Linked DNA regions of Hordeum vulgare: region 2 is linked to region 1. Evidence: chromatin contacts called from public Hi-C data. All regions are on one chromosome and are shown on one strand. Each heading gives the region's core, a stretch centred on a gene start, on an enhancer-like site or on the middle of the called end of the contact. The rest is flanking DNA. Distances are from core to core; before and after follow the strand shown.

What was found. Hi-C and Micro-C count contacts between places; a contact is called where the count stands out from the background.
Region 2: a Hi-C map of leaf shows a contact between it and region 1, with 4 times the contacts expected there. The contact joins two enhancer-like sites. A contact is called at or near these places in 2 of 6 Hi-C or Micro-C datasets (leaf and seedling).

The regions. Positions count from the first base shown.
Region 1 is chr7H:191,077,626-191,083,381 of MorexV3_pseudomolecules_assembly, forward strand. No RefSeq gene overlaps it. Among protein-coding and RNA genes, the nearest start is that of LOC123408957, 140 kb to the left of the region's middle. Within about 2 kb of position 3,651, at least 3 of the 3 cell types and tissues checked have open chromatin away from gene starts, as enhancers often do. A contact at or near this core is called in leaf and seedling, where this site is marked.
Region 2 is chr7H:191,661,328-191,667,083 of MorexV3_pseudomolecules_assembly, forward strand. No RefSeq gene overlaps it. Among protein-coding and RNA genes, the nearest start is that of LOC123408602, 23 kb to the right of the region's middle. Within about 2 kb of position 2,959, at least 3 of the 3 cell types and tissues checked have open chromatin away from gene starts, as enhancers often do. A contact at or near this core is called in leaf and seedling, where this site is marked.

The sequences.
Region 1 (5,756 bases), core at 2,401-4,900:
AGGCAATACATACACCAATTTTCTTCTAGAAACAGAATTGAGAACAACGAGATGGTGAAACAAAGAGCAAGTATTGTAGCACAAGGCTTCACGCATATACCCCAACTATTCTTCAGAGGTGGAATCTCATTCTCATAACTTATATCATTAGCAGTATAAAATCATCTATCTCTGAAGTTGATAGATGTAGTGATTACATATCCATGTGGATCACTAGATTTAGATATAGATGATTCCCCGTGGAATCTCACTTCTGAATCGAAATGCAAAACACATCATACATTGTGTAAAATCAATAAGTCACCATATGGCTTATTATTATCGGTACATTTGGTACAAGCGACGTAGTGAGTTCCTTACATGCAAGGATTGCTTCTACAATGATGATTATCCATGCATACTCGTCATATACAAGAATCACTCCTGCAATGACGAATCGTGTGATCATCTAAATGATGGAATTTGAGATGAAGGATTTGGGTAAAACCTGAAGCGCCTTTTACTCATGCATTATGGTACATCATGTTGTCTATATCCATATTATATTGGACAAATTGATTTTGGACAAGTCTTATCCATCCATAATTCCATGGTAGTTCATTCTCTACATGTAGAGAATGATTCATTTAGACCATGAGGAGATGGAAATATGATGTTGGAACATAAAGTTCCATATCACAATTCATGCATTGGATCCACCAAACACAATTGGTTGGGAGTCAAGAATATCTTTCGATATCTTCAATACATCAAACATTTTGTCCTAATCTTTCAATTTCAGAGAAATTTGAATACAATATTATTGGATACATCAATAAGATCCCCACTATGTCAGATCGTAGACACGGTTTGTGTTCATACTAGGTGTGGTAGCCATCTCATGAGAGTCTTCGAAACAGACCTTATGGCTACAACCACCAACAATTATCTCAAAGATAATGTTGCTTGTGTTGTGCGCATGCAAACATGTTACTCAAAAGCAATATCGCTATATTACATATCTTGGAAGTCAAATCATATGACTGGTTTGTTCACGAAGTCTCTACCAACTTTTACATTCTTGAAAATGTTCATGGAATTGGTATATGTTACGGCTTCAGAATCTGCAAGAATCGGGAGGAGTATCTTCCTGAATTGTTCATGTTCAATGCATCATATTATATTCCTTTTTCCTTTATGAGTTTACTATACAGGTTTTCATATAGGTTTTTAATGAGATAATATCAACATGAAATCATATGTCATACTTTTAGTTTTCCTCACCGAGGTTTTCAGGAAAGTATATACGACATATTTATTGTCATTTAAACTCTATGAATTTTTTCATATTGAGTTAAAAGAGACAATAACCATTATATGTTGCATCATTTTTTTTAATTTTTTCCACCCGGTTTAAAAAAGTTTTAGCAACATATGAAATACCTATCTCCTTACATTTTTCCCCACATGGTTTTTCAAGGAGAATTTAATCAAGAAAATGGATCTTAACGCATTCAAACAATGATTAGAGGAAGTGTTAAGAATAATTAACACAACATTCATTAGGGGATAATCCCCACTCTCATCGTGCGTGTAACTACACGATGTGGGAACCGTCACAACGGTGTTTTCCTGGACCGTAGCTTCTTGAAATCGTCGTCTCCTTTGAAGGGGTTTATAATATTACACACTCCCTCCGTCCTAAAATAAGTGATTCAAAAATGACTTAGATTTGTACTAACTTCAATACAAAATTAAGTCACTTTTGAGTCATTTATTTTGGGACGGAGGGAGTATAAAGGATCCAAAACTATCAATAAAGACTATGAATTCATTTTACATTGATTGTCGATTCTCTCTCGATCTCAATCCTAATCACTGTCTAGTTTTCTCCAACAACCTCACCCACGGCATCGCCATCATCAATCCATCGAGCAAAGAATGAGAAATGGTTTTCCTGTATCTAGCTGGCTCTGATATTTTGGCAGGATGCACGGCCTGGACTCTGGATTGCTTGACTGCATGTGTTTCTTGAGGCAAAAAGTTGTGTTTGGAACGTCGACGTGGACAGGGTGCAATAATTCGGTAGCCACCTAGACAAATCAGACAAGCACTGTGCTACGAAGATGTGGTGAGCAATTTGCCATCATTTTGGGGTTTTGGTTTTGGTTGGTACGGCATGTGGCATCTTGAATTTCTTTGCCCCGATTATGTTATCCATGAACTGTTATTGCTGCTACTGATGGTCTACTGATATTTGCTCGCGAGCTCTTCCTCTTTTTATTTTTATGACGGATGATGTAATGTACATATGCATAATTAGTAACTAAATTGCTTTATTAGAGGAAGAAGAAGAAGGAGGAGGTGGAGGATGAGGACGAGGACGAGGAGGAGGAGGAGGACAAGCAGAAAGAGAAGAAGAAGAAGGAGCCATGTCGAACTAAGCCAACAGTTTTTTTGTTACCCTTGAGAGAAGATACATAATTCTTCCATGCAAAAAAATAAATCATGAAAGAAACAAGTTTATTTAAAGGATGTAATCATAAGAAAAAAATAGATACGGATGAAAACAACAGAGGGGATACAAAAAATGTAGTGCAGAGCACTCGCGTGTAATCTGAATTTCTGACCCAAAGCAGCCCCTCCTTCCCAAGGGCCACCTGACCTGGTGGCCCACTAAATTGCGAGTGACTAAAGAAAAAGCCCGTAGGAGTAACTAGTTAGGCAGCACTCCTTTGGTAGCCTTTCAATCATTGTTCTCATGCATCGTTATTTTGCATGTTCTCAGCCGCCGTCATGTGTGGCAGTTTGAGCGTTTTCTCTGGGAGGTTTTTTCACATGCATTTTCGGTCTTTTAGATTGGGTTTTTTGATATTTTTGGTGTTTTGTTTTTTCACCGGTCTTCCTTAGCTTTTTGACGTACTTTTTTATTTCAAAAACTTTGTTTTTTCTTGTTTCTACAAGAGATATGATTTTGCTTTCGTGAGAGGCACGATTTTTTTAAAAAAAATTATAAAAAATGTGGTTTCTATTTGTTTTAAACGAGAGGCACGGTTTGCTTTCGGGAGAGGCACGACCGTGCCTCTAGGAAATGAAAAATCACGCTTTTTCTGTTTTTTTCTTACGAGAGGCACAGTTTTGCTTTCGCGGCCGTGCCTCTTGAAAACGAAAAAACATTTTTTTTCGTGAGAGAGACGGTTTTTCTGTCACGAGAGGCACTCGGAAACGAAAGAAAACTCGGTTTTTTGTTCACGAGAGGCACTCGGAAACAAATGCATTTTTTATTATTATTTTCATGAGAGGCACGATTTTGTCTTCAGAAAACGGAAAAAAACGTCTTTTCTGGTTTTTCCACCCAGTTTATTTTATAAAAAAAATCACCAACACCTATCAATATGTGATTTAGTTTTGAAGATCTCGACGCAAGGAACCCCACGATAAAAATGGTTTGAGATTTGGACGCATTGTTTAAGAGATATCAAAGATGAATTTACGAAAAAAAACTCCTAGATTTCAACAAGTGGTATATATGCAGTGTGCCATTTCTCATAACCTGATAAGATGAAAATGATCTTTAAAAACAATACTTCTTAATTAAAGGTTTCGAAGCCCGTACCATTGTATCTCAATTACGGCGAGTTGGAACGTGCATCCTATTCCCCGCCTATGCGGAGAATATGTAACCACCCTTCCCCCACCCGTGCCCCGTCCTCTGTTTGGCTTGGCCCATTTGAGTTTTCCCACACCAGTTTTCCATACATTTTAGAACCTTTCGTGAATCAGTTTTATCTTTGGTTCTTCTTCTGTTTATAATTCTTTACTTTTTATTTTTTATATATTTTCCTTATTCATATTCACATGTTTTTTCTAAAATTTATATTTTCAAAAAATACTTGAAATCACGTACATTTTTGAAAATCGGTAGCAATTTTTGTATTCGCGAAAACTTTTCGCAACTTCTGATTTTTTTATTAGAAAACAGCGATAAAAATGAAATTCATGACATTTAAAAAAATAGGTAAACATTTTCTGAACTTCCGGAATATTTTTAGATTTCCTAATATTATTTAGAAAATACTGATTTTTTTTGAAATTTTTGAACATTTTTTAACCATGCGAACAGTTTTTATGTCAGTGAATTGTTTTTGAATTACTAAACATTTATTTTGACTTCATAAATATTTTTGGAAGTCCTGAATATGTTTTGCACTAACAAACATGTTTTAAATTCATGTAAATTATTCTAAATGCCCGAACCTTTAAAAATATATAACATTGTTTGAATTTGGAACATTTTGTGAATTCGTAAACATTTACTGAAATTGATGAACATATCTTTAATTCGTAAATATTGTTTTGCAAATTCTCAAACATGTTTTCATATCATGAATATTTTCTCATATCACAAACATTTTTTAACATTTATATTTTCAAAATAGAAAATCGAAATAACACAAAGTTGTCAACATGAAAATACACAAACATTTTTAAGAAATGAAAACTTTTCTAAAAACACAAATAAAAAGCAAACAAAATGTAATAAAAACAAAGACACCGCAATGGGCCAACCCAGTGTGCGGATAGGAGCGTGTTTGCTCGTCCCCCTACAGAGGTTACTGAATAGGGAGAGCAACTAGTCAATGGGGACCCCTCGCCATGAAAAAACCGTTCTCTGCGACGAATTGTCATGCAAACACACAGACCGAGCTACGCCAGCCACTAAATCGGTCGGCCCGTTGCACATTTCACTAATCCTTGTTTTGAAAACTTTCTAGAATGTTACCAACAGGTTAAGGTATATTTTTTTCTTTTACTTTTTCTTTTTTCCTGCTGTTTCTTCTATTGTTTTCTTCAATTTTGTATTTTTATAATTTTTTACTTTTATTTACGATTTTCTTTTTTCTGTATTTTATTAACTATTTCTTTTCTGGATACCTTTTTTGTTTTTTTTCAATTTTTGGAAATAATTTTTGTAAATGCTCAGAATTTCAAATTATATTTCCTTCTGTTCAAAAAATATTCCGAAATTTCAATTTTGTCCATATTTAAAAAATTGTTTAAATTTTAAATTTTTGCTCCCTTCTATTCAAAAAATGTTCGGGGATGTTAAATTTTGGTCAGGTTTTCAAAATCTGTTCAAATAGTCGCAATATGTTCCCTTATATTCAAAAAAAGTTTGGGAAATTCAAATTTTGTTTATATATTTCATAATTTTTTTAAATTACCAAATTTTGTTCCCTTCGATTATAATGTTCAGGAATTTTAAAAAATCATGTTTTGAAGAATTGTCCAAAATTTGTTCACTTATATTCAAAAAATTTGTGGGAATTTCAAATTTTGTTCCCTTACATTAAGAAAATTTTCGGGAATTTCAAATTCTTTTCGTAATTTTAAAAGATATACATGATTTGGGAATTCTTATTTTTTCATAAAATGTTTGGGAATTTTAGTTTTTCTTCTTTTTTTACACAAAGTTCACAATTTTGAAAAAAAAATCATTTTTTCAAAAACAATCAGGACTACCAACTTTTGTTTGCGTTTTAAAAAATGTTCAGAATTTTGAAAAATATTCACCGTTTCCAAAGAAAAATCCGGGTTCTTAAATTATACTTGCGTTTTAAGATAGTGTTCAGAATTTGTAATTTTTTCACTATTTCATAATATGTTCAAATATTCAAAAACTGTTTGGTTCGTATAATTGTTCACTAGTTTCAACAACATTGTATATTTCAAAATTTATTCCCTTTTTACAGAAAATATTCGATACATTTCAAAAA
Region 2 (5,756 bases), core at 1,709-4,208, 580 kb after region 1:
GTAACAAAAGTAGCAACGGTGCAGCAAAGTGGCCCAATCCCTTTTGTAGCAAGGGACAAGCCTGGACAAAGTCTTATAGGAGGAAAAACGTTCATGAGGACACACGGGAATTTCTGTCATGCTAGTTTCATCATGTTCATATGATTCGCGTTCGTTATTTTGATAGTTTGATATGTGGGTGGACCGGCGTTTGGGTACTGCCCTTACTTGGACAAGCATCCCACTTATGATTAACCACTCTCGCAAGCATCCGCAACTACGAAAGAAGAATTAAGACAAAGTCTAGTCATAACATTAAACTAGTGGATCCAAATCAGTCCCTTACGAAGCAACGCATAAACTAGGGTTTAAGCTTTTGTCACTCTAGCAACCCATCATCTACTTACTACTTCCCAATGCCTTCCTCTAGGCCCAAATAATGGTGAAGTGTTATGTAGTCGACGTTCACATAACACCACTAGAGGAAAAACAACATACAACACATCAAAATACCGAACGAATACCAAATTCACATGAGGCATTGGCGAATGCGCAGGCGGATATCGTTGGAGCAGGCGGGAGGTCGTTCTTCACGGAAAACAATGATCGTTGGTTGGACATATGGCTCTCAACCTCGGACGACACCGACGAGGATGATGATGGTGATGATGGTAGCGACTAGGAGTAGTTTCTATCTAGTTGCACCGTAGTTTTATCTATGCTTTCGAACTATCTATCTAGTTGCACCGATGTAAAATACCTTTGTATCATTTTTTATTTATGCAATCTATCTAGTTTTTATTTATCTATGCTTCCGATTTATCTAAAATAAAAAAATGTTGTGAGCGCGCGCGCTGCATTTTAGCGCAGCTGCTGAAGCCAGCACTGCGCGCCGCGCCAATCCAGGCGATGGGCGCGCGGCAAACCAGTTTTTTGCGTGCGGCGCGTTTGGCGCCTGTTGGAGATGCTCTTACGGCACACCTGGCCTCTAAACACCGCGTTGTGTGAGGATGGTTTTTCTAATTCACTAATTGAGCAATACACCTTTTAAAGATCACTCTCATCTTTCCACGTAGTGACACGTGACGTACTACATACGTATCATTTGTCGTAACCTGAGAGTTTTTTCTTTTTTCATAGATTCGTATTTTTAAAATATTTTATATCCTAAATCGTGCATCTAACTCTTGAACCTTTTTCACAGTTCGGTTTCTCGCATCGTGATCTTCAAAGCTAGATCCCATGTTGATAGATTTCGATAAACTTTTTTTACGAAAAAAACGGATGAAAAAAACATGCATTTTTTCGTGCCTCTTGGGATGGCAAAATCATGGCACTCGCGGAAGCAAAAACGTGTCTCTCACGGAAAAAAAAACCGTGCCTCTCATAAAAAAACATTTATTTTTCTTTTCCAGAGGAACGGTTGTGCCTTTCGCGGGGTAAAATCGTGCTTCTCGCGTAATTAAAATCGTGCCTCTTACGAAGAAAACCCCAGAAAAACGTGTTTTTTTTTCTTTTCTGGGAGGCTCAATCGTGCCTCTCGTGAAGGCAAGAACGTGACTCTCGCGGAAGCAAACCTGTGCCTCTCGTGAAAGAAAAAACAGAAACATTTTTTTTTCAAGAGGCACGGCCATGGCTCTCGCGAAAGAGAAATTATGCTTCTCGCGGAAGCAAAATCGTACCTCCCAGTTCAAAAAACATTTTTTAGCATGCAACATAAGAACTTAAAAAAGGTCAAAAAACTAGGAAAGACCGGTATAAAACCGAAACACCAAAAAAAGAACAAAAATAATCTAAAAAACCGAAAACACGAAAAAAAGAACAAAAATAATCTAAAAAACCGAAAACACGTTCGAAATAAACCGCGAAGAAAACGCTCAAAATACGACACGTGGTGTCGGCTGAGAATGCCCCAACTGATCACGCGTGGGAGTGATCGCTGGAAGGCTTATGAGAGAGTACTTCTCAATTAGTTGCTCTCGGGTTTCTTTCGAAAAATCCTATCTGCTGCATTTTGCGGCAGATTGTTGATGCTTCACACAGGAGCTGCTAGCGAACGATGGGGGTTTGGGCCGGTCTGTTAACGCTTTCACTGATCCCGGTTTTGGAACCTTGAGGTTTCTAGTCGGTTTTTCCCGGTTTTAGGAAACTTCTAGAAGGTTTCCTAAGCCGTTTTTTTTGTTTTATTTTTTTATTCTTTTCTGTTTCTGTTTCAAAAATGCTCTAGATTTTGAAAAAAACTTCTGAATTTCTAAGAAATGTTCTGGAGTTTTAAAAAAAATCTGGAATTTGATATAATGTTACAGAATTTGAAAAAGTGTTCCAGAATTTGAAAAACTATTACGGAATTTGAAAAAATGTTCTGCAATTTAAGAAAATGTTCCGGAATTTTAAAAAAATGTTCCGGAAATTTCGAAAATGACCTGGAAATTTAAAAAACTTTAAGAATTTGAAAAAATGTTCCATAATTTAAACAAAGTTATGAAATATTACGGAATTTGGAAAACTATTACGGAATTAGAAAAACTATTACGGAATTTGAAAAACTATTACGGAATTTGAAAAACTATTACGGAATTTGAAAAAATATTCCAGAATTTGGAAAACTATTACGGAATTTGAAGAAATGTTATGAAATATTAAAAAATGTTTCAGAATTTCAAAAAATATTCTAGAAATTGATTTTTTTTCCATAATTTAGAAAATGTTCCGAAACATGAAAAAAAGTAAAGTAAAATTCCGAAACCAAAAAGAAATGGAGAAACCGGTTCAAAGAACCTTTTAGAACAATCCCAAAACCTGAAAAACTAGATAGGAAAATCTAGAAAATTCCCAAAACCGCAAGCGCTGGAACTTGTTAACGGGTCGACCCGGATCACCATTGGACACGGCTACACGATACAGGTTAATGGGCCTGTCCGGGTTCGTTCGCCCCTGTGCGGCTCGCTGCTGTTGGACGCAGCGAGCGTCACATAGGAGGTCCGGGTTTTTTCCACCTTGCGTCGGGTTTTTTTTTATTTGAGCATCTCACCTCGCGTCAGGTGAGACTATGTTGCGCCCTTGAAACAGAATACTCCTAACCGGCTATAAGAGAGCTGGTCCAACAAACCGGTTTTTATTTCTTTTCCAGGCGTTGTGCCCTTTTATTCTAGGAGGATTCTGCTATATTCTTATTTTATTCTAATAATATCACATTCTAATAATATTTATTGTGTACTAAATAAAGTTAGACCAGCGACTGAATTTTATTCTAATAATATTTATTTCTGTTCTAAATAAAGGTCATCGTGCATTAACAAATGTTAATCATATATTTACAAGGTGTTATCTCGTGTTCAAAAATGGAAATCTTGCACTTTAAAAAAAACTCATCATATAATATAAAATATTCATCATGCATTTAAAAATTCCAACATGTAGTTTACAAAAATCTTCATCATGTAATACAAACTTTTCATCGCGTTTTCAAAAAAGTCCAACGTGTAGTTCACGAAAATGTTCATCACGCATATAATAAATATTCATCATATATTATAAACAAATCATTCATCGCCTGTCTAAAAAATGTTCGTCATGTAATAAAACAAGTTGATCATCTATTCAAAAATCTTCATTGCTCTTTTTTCAGATTTCTTCAGTTTTCAAAATGGTTCGGTGTACTCTAAAAGTATATTTGCCCCTATTAAAGAACGTCCATATTATATTTAAAGATGTTCTTCTTGTACTTCAATTATAATCATAGTGTAACTAGAAGAAAATCGTACTGTGTTAAAAAACAACTTATGATGTTTATATAAAATGTATTTTCTTGATATAAGTTCTCCCAAGTTAAAATATTATTCAACGTGCATTTTAAAAATGTTTATTTCCAAAAAGGATAATGTAGCTCAAAAGGTTTCGAACATTTTAAAAATGTTAATGTAATTTTTAAAAGTGCTCGTACAATTTTTTAAAGGTCGTGTTTTTTATAGTGAAAATATAAAATAATTGGGGAAAATGCAAGATAAAAAGAAACAAAAAAGACCAAAAGCACCACAATATCACAAGTTATAGTTTTTTCATAATTGCCACATAAATTGAACACATAAGACTTTAATTTCTAGCGGACACATACACAAAACTGCTATTCCTTTAGCCTTTTTTTAGATGCACATTTTAGCTTATTCGTACTTGTACTATTACAGGTACAATGCTTTTGATCCAGGATCCAAAAAATTATAAGACTTAAGTAATAACACTTACATCTTGGAATTACAATAAAAAGGTTCTTGAAGACGTCTTCTTAGTGGCATCAATCTTTGCAAGAATAATACTTATGAGACTTAAGTAAAGAGAATACAATTGGATTCGAGCTGCGACATAGTCATCCCTCCACCGCACGAACTTAATCAACAATAAAGGTTCCATAAAAATCCAAGAGTCGCCCATCCAAATAGATGGGAATCCAAGATCGATATAAGTACTTACTTAGTCCGAGGATATTTCCTCGGAGTGTATGTCACCAAATCACAATATCTTCAATGTGGCGTCAAACTAACTTTCAACGTTGCAGAGTTAAATCAACAAAAGCGATACGACACACCAACGTAAACTTATTATATTTGATTAAACGGATGACACAAATCTCTCTTATAACAATACCTTAGTAGAGACAGAAATTTTATTCGCAAAAGCCTATAAAGATGCTGATGAAAATCACATAACTCCCAGGTCCAAGGTCCCCGCGTCTCTCAGCGCTAAGATGGCAGCCGAAGGTGAGGGGTCTAAGAGGATCTCTAGTTCTCGTTGTTTCTCAAACCCTACGTCTTTTCTTAGCCTCCACGCTGAGACCTGCCATCATATAATTAATCAACGTACCTAGGCTTTGCTACTCTTTTAGCTATTCCTAATCAACAATATAAACTAATAAGATTTGTTTTACCGCCTATTGTGAGTATTCGGGCATTCCCTATTCGGCGCCGTAGGAGCTTGTTACAGACCATTTTCGCTAACGGGCGCCCGCAAAGCACAACCCCGCTCTGAGCTTGGGTTGGTCCAGTTTCGCATTGGTTTTTTCTGTTCAAACTTCGAAAAAGGTGCTAAGATGGGGATCGAATCCACGGCCTCACGCATCGCAGAGATCACGCTAACCCCTAGGTTGTCGCAATACATCTGATCAAGTTCTTCGTTTCCACCCTTTTATTTTCCTTTTCAGGGCTTTTTTGGTTCGCTAACGTTTTAGGCGTTTTATTCAGTTTTTCTTTGTTTTCTGAAATGCACGTATTATTTTTTCAAATTATTGAAAGCTTTTTTCAGTTCTAAGAACTTCTTAAAAATCATTCATTTTTTCCAAAATTGATTAACTCTTTTCCAAATTTGATGAACTTTTCATAAAATTCGATGAACTGTTTTCAAGTTTGATGAACCTTTTTTCAAATTCGATGAACTTTTTCGAAATCAATGAACTCTTTTCAAATTTGCTGAACTTTTCTAAAAATTTGATGAACCTTTTTTAAAATTTGATGAACTTTTTTTAGCTTTTGAACTATTTTTCAAATCAATGAACTTTTTCAGGTCTATTTCCAAAAAGTTAATGGTCAAATGGTTTGACCGATCAACAATATTATTTTTTCAGAAATTGACCGATCAACAGATGACTTGGGTTGCAACCGAGCGAAGGAACTCGGTTATGATTGAGCGAAAGGAAACGAAACGAGCGGACTTGCTTGTTGGCACGGTGCACGAGTTCGAGGCTGTGAGCGTCAGCTTACCTAATTGACGCCTGCAGCTCCAATTAG